Regions from separate parts of the Mus musculus genome. Here all the other regions are linked to region 2. Evidence: chromatin contacts called from public HiChIP or PLAC-seq data. All regions are on one chromosome and are shown on one strand. The core of a region is the stretch at or near the end of the contact, and the rest is flanking DNA. Distances in the headings are between cores, read along the strand shown. Region 1 has its middle 35 kb from the start of Maml3. Region 2 overlaps Maml3 (mastermind like transcriptional coactivator 3). Region 3 has its middle 18 kb from the start of Gm30074.

Evidence for each region. HiChIP or PLAC-seq counts read pairs in DNA pulled down with a chosen protein or histone mark.
Region 1: a FOXA1 HiChIP or PLAC-seq map of pancreatic cancer cells shows a contact between it and region 2. The contact joins two enhancer-like sites. A contact is called at or near these places in 3 of 484 Hi-C or Micro-C datasets (DN2 thymocytes, bone marrow-derived macrophages and nephron progenitors) and 1 of 115 datasets of contacts at active chromatin or transcription factors (pancreatic cancer cells).
Region 3: a contact with region 2 is called in an HNF4G HiChIP or PLAC-seq map of pancreatic cancer cells. The contact joins two enhancer-like sites. A contact is called at or near these places in 2 of 15 datasets of contacts at CTCF or cohesin (the NIH/3T3 cell line and large pre-B cells), 4 of 484 Hi-C or Micro-C datasets (the HL-1 cell line, bone marrow-derived macrophages, liver and 1 more), 17 of 115 datasets of contacts at active chromatin or transcription factors (astrocytes, bone marrow-derived macrophages, cardiomyocytes and 14 more) and 1 of 9 other capture datasets (embryonic stem cells).

What each region holds. Positions count from the first base shown.
Region 1 is chr3:52,138,972-52,141,818 of GRCm38.p6, forward strand. No RefSeq gene overlaps it. Among named protein-coding and RNA genes, the nearest start is that of Maml3, 35 kb to the left of the region's middle. Within about 2 kb of position 1,385, at least 64 of the 459 cell types and tissues checked have an H3K27ac peak or open chromatin away from gene starts, as enhancers often do. A contact at or near this core is called in pancreatic cancer cells, where this site is marked.
Region 2 is chr3:51,824,371-51,827,070 of GRCm38.p6, forward strand. The region is part of intron 2 of Maml3 (mastermind like transcriptional coactivator 3); the gene reads right to left. Among named protein-coding and RNA genes, the nearest start is that of Gm46803, 120 kb to the left of the region's middle. Within about 2 kb of position 1,356, at least 14 of the 459 cell types and tissues checked have an H3K27ac peak or open chromatin away from gene starts, as enhancers often do. A contact at or near this core is called in pancreatic cancer cells, where this site is marked.
Region 3 is chr3:52,196,852-52,199,551 of GRCm38.p6, forward strand. No RefSeq gene overlaps it. Among named protein-coding and RNA genes, the nearest start is that of Gm30074, 18 kb to the left of the region's middle. Within about 2 kb of position 1,305, at least 216 of the 459 cell types and tissues checked have an H3K27ac peak or open chromatin away from gene starts, as enhancers often do. A contact at or near this core is called in pancreatic cancer cells, where this site is marked.

The DNA.
Region 1 (2,847 bases), core at 135-2,634, 310 kb after region 2:
ACGAGTCCTCAGCATGCAGGACATCTCCTCACAGGAGGAGGAGGGGCTTGGGAGGGGTCAAAACTGTCTCTAAAAGCCAAGTACTTACTTTGTCATTTGCAGAAGATGTTTACTAAATTGTCACTGAGACAGTAACAGAGGTGACACGTTGTCCTGAGGACATGGGGTGCTGGCCTTGGCTTTCCCAATCAGGGTCTGATAAAAAACAAACCCACAGATAAGGGTTGGAGAGACGGTGTGAGGGGTGCTGAGGGGATCCAGACCCAAATGGGTGGGGAGGCATCACCATCCGTGCAGGGGAAGGGTCTGTGCCACTGAAGGATTGGGCTGCTATCCTCTGACCAGACCCTAAATAAGAACGTGTCACTGGCCTGGAGACAGTACAGTCACAGAGTGATCGCTTAGGCCCTGGGTTCTATTCCCAGTACTAGGGGGAAAAAAAAACAAAGAAGAAAAGCCTATTCTAGGTGTGCCGGATAGTGTCCGACCAACTCACCTCCCACCCCACAACCTGCCACCCAATGTTTGTAAAACCCAACTATAGCTTTCCCTTGAGATTAAAACAATCTAGGAGGGCAGCAGATCAGTGTAAAGTGCTTATTATGCAAGCATGCGGGCCTGCGTCCAGACGGCCAGCACCCACACAGAACCAGGCCACAGCAGCATGGGTCTGTAATCTCAGCCCTAGGGAGGCAGAGAGGAGATGATTCCTGGAGCTCACTGGCAGTGAGCTAGTTCAGTGAGAGATTCTGTCTCAAAAAAAAAAAAGATGAAGAAATGATTAAGGAAGACAGCCAACGTTGACGACTGGCCTCTACACATGCACACATTCATACCTACACAGAGGAACAGTCACACCTACACACATGAACACAAACACGTATGCATACCTATAGACACGAGCACACACACATTCGTACCTACACAAATGAACACACATGCATTCATACCTACACACATGAACACAGACACGCATGCATACGTATAGACACAAGCACACACACATTCGTACCTACACATATGAACACAGACATGCATGCATATGTATAGACACAAGCACACACACATTCGTACCTACACACATGAACACACATGCATTCGTACCTACACACATGAACACACATACATACACACAGCATGACAATGTTTGATTATTTGTTAAACTCAAGAAGAAATAGACCTCTCTGAGCCATCTTTCGCCATGGGGTCACTGTTATCTACACAATGACAGTGAAGTATTTTGGGGAGGGTAAAGGCAGGCACCCGCATGTGGACTCTGAGTTTGTCACCTCCGCAGGGCTGCCTCCTCCGGCTCTCTGTGCAGCAGATCACAGAGCTGCCGCCGTGCCTCCGACATGTGAAGTCCCACCGCGAAGCCTGCCTGGCAGGCTGTGAATGAGTCATGTGCACTCGCTCCTCAGTCTTGGCAGCATCTAGCTCTCTCTGAGCGAGACCCAGCAGAGGAGGAAAAGGTGTTTTGCAAACACTCGCTTATGTTGAAACACGGTTTATCCTTGCTGATCTATCTGCAGAACAATGAACAGGCCAGCGAGTCACGGAGGGTATCTGAGAGATAGCGACAGATTTATTCCACACACCCACTCTTGAGCAAAGCAAAAAGCCTAGTCTGGGCCACAATGGGAGGACAAAGCAGAGCAGCTATGAGGTTGAAAGACCGGGGCTGTGTACAGCACTCAGTTTACCTACTAAGCAGCCGTGAGACCGTGAGCAACACACACACTGTGTACAGTTCAGTACAAGAGCTTCCTACCCATCCTAACTGTGCTGAGTATTAAAGCTGGTGTCTATGAAGCTCCTAGCTCCATGCCAAACATCTCCATATGTAATTGCTACTTGCTGTCTCCCCAACCTCATTTTGGGTTTTGATCCTCGCAGACTTTAGAGACAATGTCAGAGGCTTAGAGACAGGGCAGAATGGTTGTGAGAGCTCCTGAGGGAAGTGGGCATCTAGACAGCAAAAAGAGGGAGGCCAGTGGGATGCACCCTAAGTTAGCGACCAGCATGGGCGATGGTGCTCACGCCTGAAGTGAAGGGAGGTGATGGAGAGCCGAAGGGTGGGTAGTCCCATCTAAGGGAGGTATGTGATTCCTGAGGATCATCAAAGGTCACCACAGGAGGAGATGAACTGCCAGGAACTTTAATCTGTAATGTGACTTTGCCTTCTACTGTTGTAGACTGGCAGATCTCTCAAATCTCCGTGCAGTCTGACATGTCCCCCAAACCCACGCAGGGTGATGGCAGGCACGCTGAAGAAAATGGAGATATTGGAACCTAGTGGTTTCCATGAAGGGACAGCCCTTCTGGAAGTATGATAAGACAGCAGGAAGTTCAAAGGCAAAAGTGGTGATGCCAAGATGTCTGCAGATTACAAGAGAAATCAGCACTTGGATCTCCTCGGGGTGGTGCTTGATGCGTGGGGCCTCTTCTGCCCAGTCCTGCATCTGTCCTGTGTGTACAGAGAGTGTCTGCAAAGGCCCTGTTAGACTCACGTTAAACCTGAAGAGTCTAAGCTCGACCCCAGTTTATGTGTGGAAATGCAAAACCTGTAGACTGCACTATATGAGGGGCCAGAGTACAATGTTGGTGTGGACCCAACATGGACGCTCCAGGAAGAAGGGCGGTATTCAGAACTACTTCTCCAGCCAGGCTGAGAGGTACAGACGTTTAACCTCAACACCCAAGAAGTGAAGGAGGAGGGTCACAAGTCAGAGGCCAGCCTGGGTTACATTCATTATGTGCCTCTGCTTTGAAAAGAAAATGGTTCCTCTCTTGAGATAGCTTCAGGGAATAACTCAATTGAAGGGATGGCCATCCAGGAGGTTTGGT
Region 2 (2,700 bases), core at 106-2,605:
AGAGCACTGTATAGAACAATTCCTTCCATGTTCCATGTCGCCGCCAGAGACATTTTCATGGACAAACCCGCGCTGACGACTCATTGGTCCAGGAGTGGCACCAGAAGACTGCAGTGCCAAACCAGAGTCCCCAGGTCAAGAAATTTGCGTCTCAAGTGATCACTATGCAATGTCACTTAGAGTAGGTGCTTTTGAGAGAACCAGGCCACTCGTGTGCTGCACGCTGGAACCACGGATGTGGGTTACCTAGGCTTTATCTAGATGGCAGCTGTCACACCGGTTATTCTGGTAGGATGGCCTGCTGTGTTTGTTGGCTCTAGCCTAGGTGGGGAATCATGGACTTACTCTAGGACATATGGTCACGGTTCTCAATCTCCCTCCACAGCCTCCGAACTTTTGCTAACTCATCCATGTGCTCTCGCCCAGAAGAAAGGGAAACCAAGCTTACTTAATCGCTGACCTCCATCCACATTCAATTTGAGACAATGGATTTGAGCCTGGAAGTCTGTGTCTTAGGTGCCTTCAGCAGTAGAGACGGGCACATTCCGATGGCTGAGGCTTCCAAGAGAGCTGTTTGAGGATGAATGGGGTGTCGCTGGAGCAGGTGTTATATATTAAGTGATCCTGTCCTCCTTCTATTTGAATATGAGCCTCATCCCATGCTACCTGCTGGTAGGTAATAAATCTCAGGGCCTGACACTTCTGGAGGTCTGGGCAAATGAAGCTCCCGCAAGATAAAGTGCATTTCAGGCAAAGAGATGAACCGGTGTCAGAACAAAAACTTTATCAATGCATATATCAGAGAAAAGAAAGCTGTCCTCGAAAAATGGCTTCAGGAGGGCTTTACAGTTAGAGTCATTTCCAAAAGGCCCCTCTTCATTTTCTGCCTCTTTTACAGCACACATACTAGATTGATCAGCCTAGGCACACACCTGCATCAAAGCAGACTGGCCTTTTCTATTATGTATTTTTTAAAAACACAAGAGATTCAACCAAGAAGGGAAAATAATCAAAATATGATGTTTCATAGTGCCCAAACCTTGTGTTTTGTAGCCACTTTATAAAGGTGTATAAGCACACATTCCACACTTCTAAAGTCTGCTATGATTCAGGGAGACTAGCTCAGGTTAGTAAAGAAGAAATTACTGGTTTTAATATTCATCTGGCAGCACAAATTTTTATGAGGCCATAGGAATGCAAAATAAACTCATAATGAGAAAAATAATTATAGGCTTCTTCATCTAAGAGCCTTATAAAAATGGTTATATCCCAAATGAAGGCTCAGGAACTCTGAGTCACCCTTCAGGGCTGTTTACATAGCATTCCGCCCGAGTGTGCTGCCATGTGCTGTCTCCGTCAGGGCCTGTTTGCTAATGGAATTCCACGGGCGCCTGCGTCTTTCAGGATCAATACATCCCTACAAAACTGCCGCTGAGCACCTGTTTGGGGGCAAGCCCTTGTCTAAGGTTTCAGTACCTGGGAAGGAAAAGAGCAAAGGAAACAGGCACCCAGCACAAAGCATGTTCTATAACCCGGACGCCTGTCGGTTGGTCTAGTTAGAGGCGGCAACAGAAAGACTAAGGCTTTGATTGTATGTGAAGTTCCAATTCAAAAGGGAGAAGAGAAGAGGACTCTGGGAAGGTGCATCCTGATGACGAAAAGGTGTGGCTAAGCACCTGCAATGCCGGGAAGCCTTTGTGGGCCTCAGCTCTCTCCTCCAGCTCACAGTCCTTCTGGGAAGGCTGGGTGAACATGGCTGCTCCGTCAACCGTCGCTGAGAGGAGAGGGAATGGATGGCTCCATCTTGATGCTCTCTACATAGGGTAAGGTAGACTCCAAGCCACCCGTCCGAGGCATGTGAAATTATGAAATGGGTGAAGGAATTGGAGTGACAGGGCAGCCATGCAAGGCCTGGACCTTCAAAAAGGCAACCCTACACTTGTAAATGTCGGGGACTACTGGGATACTCTGGCACCCCATCCTATCCATTCGGAATTAGCACATCAACAGTCATAGCCTTTACTATTATTGGGGGATATAATCTGTAACTCTAAAGAAACCGCAACTAATAAACCATATCTGAATGATGTTTCGTAACATTAACAGATGCTTAAGGCAACAATAAATCTAACGCACAAAAAGGAGGAAAATTGGTTTCTCAGTGTTGATGTAGTTCTGAATTTTAAATTCTAGTAGTGGAAAAAAAACTGAATGAAAACCACCACAAGGCAACAGAAAGACAACATCAAAGAGGGTTAATTAGCATAACGAAGCATTGTGACTTAAACAATGAATGGGACCTGAAGCAAGGAGGCGCCACAGATATTAGCGATGTTAACACCAAAAAGAAAGGAGAGAGAAGTCAGCTTCCTCTACAGTTGGTTGAGTGTGGGCAGAGGTGGGGCGGGCAAACACTCAGAGATCAAAGAAGACAGGCTAGAGAACTGTGCCCCCTGTAGGAGTCCAGTAAAGATGGAGGTCTCAGTATGTGCTCTTGACTCATGGCACCTGCAAAGCCACAGTGACAAGGAGACAGGCAATGAAGGGGAAGCTTGCTTGCTCCTGCACAAGATGGGAGTCTCCCCACACCATGCCCCCATGAGCCTGAACGGAACGTCTCGTCACAAGAGTCTCATGCTGGTTGGTGTTTAAGAAACCAATAAAAGGCTGTAGGGATGTAGTGTGCAACTCAGGCATGGG
Region 3 (2,700 bases), core at 55-2,554, 370 kb after region 2:
GCTGCATTATCATGGGGAGAGACTGGAGTAGGGGCATAGGCTGGCTTCAAAAGCCTGGGTTCTTTGCTTTAGCGTGTCCCATTTTGTATGGCCTCAGAGAGCCTCACTCAGATTGTGTGTTACACACAATTCCATAATTCTATAGTTTTTCAACCCACCGCAGGGATTCCTTGTGGATCATTTCATAGCTCCTCCAGAGTCTGCTCTTTTGCAGCTTGCAGAAACAGTCAGCTTTTCTTCACAGCCTTCATATGGATCCTTAATAAAATAATCTAATCCAACACACACACACACACACCGCTATCCTACCAGAGCTGTTGGAGACATTGGAGAACTTAGTCCCAGCCTGTCATTTGACAGATGAGAGAGGTGAAATGCTTATCCAAAGCCACACAACTAATTAGAGATAAAGGCAGGACAAGATCTGCTTTGCCCATCCTGGTCTTTGTGACCTGCCTCTTGCCGTTTTGATGCCCAGCAACCTCTGGCCTGACCAGTTCACAGCCATGGTCTCTTCCTTTCTGGCAGCCATTGAGCTTCCTTGCAGGAAGATGGGTGAAAACTGAGGGGGTGGGACGGACAGGCTTCCTAGCTCAGTGGCAATTCCTTCATTTATTTCTCCTTTATACAATGAAGGGGGCAGTATCTTTATTGGTTATTTTTTGTTATGATAATATGCAAAACTGACTGTAGCTCTCCATAACTCTCCAGAAACCATTTCTCTTGTGATACAGGGTTTGAACTCCTGTGATATAAGAACAAGGAATGTCTTCCATCTTTGGGACTATGTTTGGCAGTCTTCTGATAAAGGGGGCAAGTGGCTCCCCCCCAAAAAAACTTCAGTAATTCAAATTTCTTTGCAAGACCCTGTGATATTATTATTATTTTTATTATTAATTATAGGGGAGATGCAGACCACTGATCATGTGCTAAGAAATAGACACATTTTTTTCTTGTACCAACTTGCAAGAACATCCCACCACAGCTACAGTTGCCTTTAAAGTCCTCCAGTGTCACACTAAAACAGTTTCAAATAAGCCAGGCACAAAAGCAGCCGGCATGCCTTACACATCGTTCAGCCTGTTTAAAGCAAACAGACCCACCCCACGGTCCACAGACAACTAGTCAACAAGCAGGCGAAATTTCCAAACAAAAGACCAGAACATTCCGGAGCTCTCTTTAAACTGTCTTCTAAGAGCTGGAGAAGGAAACACTGGGTGGGCAGGCCGTGCCCGAACCTTTCGGCTGGGCTTCCGCACTTGTAGAACATTGGTTTATGCAGGGACCATGTGACACGGTAACAGAGAGCTCAGATCTCTAAATCTCGTTTTCCTTTGTGTCATCCTCCCTCCACCCCCTCCTGGATGGTGAGTCACCCGTCTCTGCAAAAAAGATCCACAGTTCAGTGATGTCCTAGGTGACAGCCGCATGCTCTGCCTTGGAGATTCCGCGCACATCGAGTGTGATCGACCGAGATAACAGAGGTTGGAAAAATCTGTGAAAGGGTTGAGCTGTTCCTCAGATGTGGGACATTATTTCCACAGGTTCGACAGTCTGAAGCATGAATATTACTCACTGAAACACTGCCATAAGAATTAGGAAAAGAAATCAGGACCGATTTTTTCAGGTAGGTGTATAAGGGTCCACATCGGGGATGAGGGGAAAGCCAATCACAGAGCTCATCCTAGGGAATGCGTTCCCCTCATGTTGCAGTCTGGTAAATGCTAGAATCTTGGTGACTCATTGCTTCCCCGATGTCCTTATTTGGTAGCATGCAAATAAGGAAAAAAAAAAAAAAAACACGATCGTTTCAGATTTAGATTTCCTCAAATCGTGGTGTGAGCAGCTATTTTTACTTTTGCTTCAATCACCATTCTCAGTAGTAGAAAGTTTATTTAGAGTTGTAAAAAGCTGCTTTTTTTTTTTCATTTGCAGGCTAAATTTAAATATGGAATTCAGCAACCGAAGAACTCTCTTGGTCAGATCCAGCAGTCATGACCAGGAAGTCCAGTTCTGCTGGTATCCGGCTGTCTTCCCTAGGCAGTTCTGATTCCTGGTACTTTACAAGTGCGAGCTTGGAGTCTGTCTCCATAGCGCCTCCACCTGGTGTGCTTTACCTTGCCCACAGATGCACTAGACCCAATTCTTTCACTTCTGTGTGGACTACCTGCAGGTCCAGGGACATGATACTTATTTTGCTGAAAGCAAAGACTAACTGAGGTAGCTCTCTACATCACATCCTGCATCTCCACATCCTTGGCTGATGCCAGATAAGGACGGTACCTACCCTTAGTGTCCCCAGTAGTTGTCACATCCATCCAGGACCAATACTCATGCTTCCACATAGCTCAGAGCTGGTGTTTTCCTACTTCCCAATGGCAACTGTGTGGCTGACACCTGCACAGTGGGCTCACTTGGCACCTTGGGTTGGGATACCTTCCTGTGAATTGGCTTTCAGAAGCTCGTGTGGATGACAACTCTTCAGGGACAATCAGTCTAGACTGTATTTTTCAGCCCCACCGTATTCTAATCTTGTCTCTTCCTGTTTGATAAAGCCAACTGTGGCTCCTGGGGCAGAGACTGGAGGTGCTAACTTCCTGTCTGCGACAGGCCAATGAGCCCCAGCTGTTTCTCCTTAGACCATCTTGACTGCCCCCTCGGATTCCCGACTTTGTAGTGGAGCAGATGACTCACCATGAC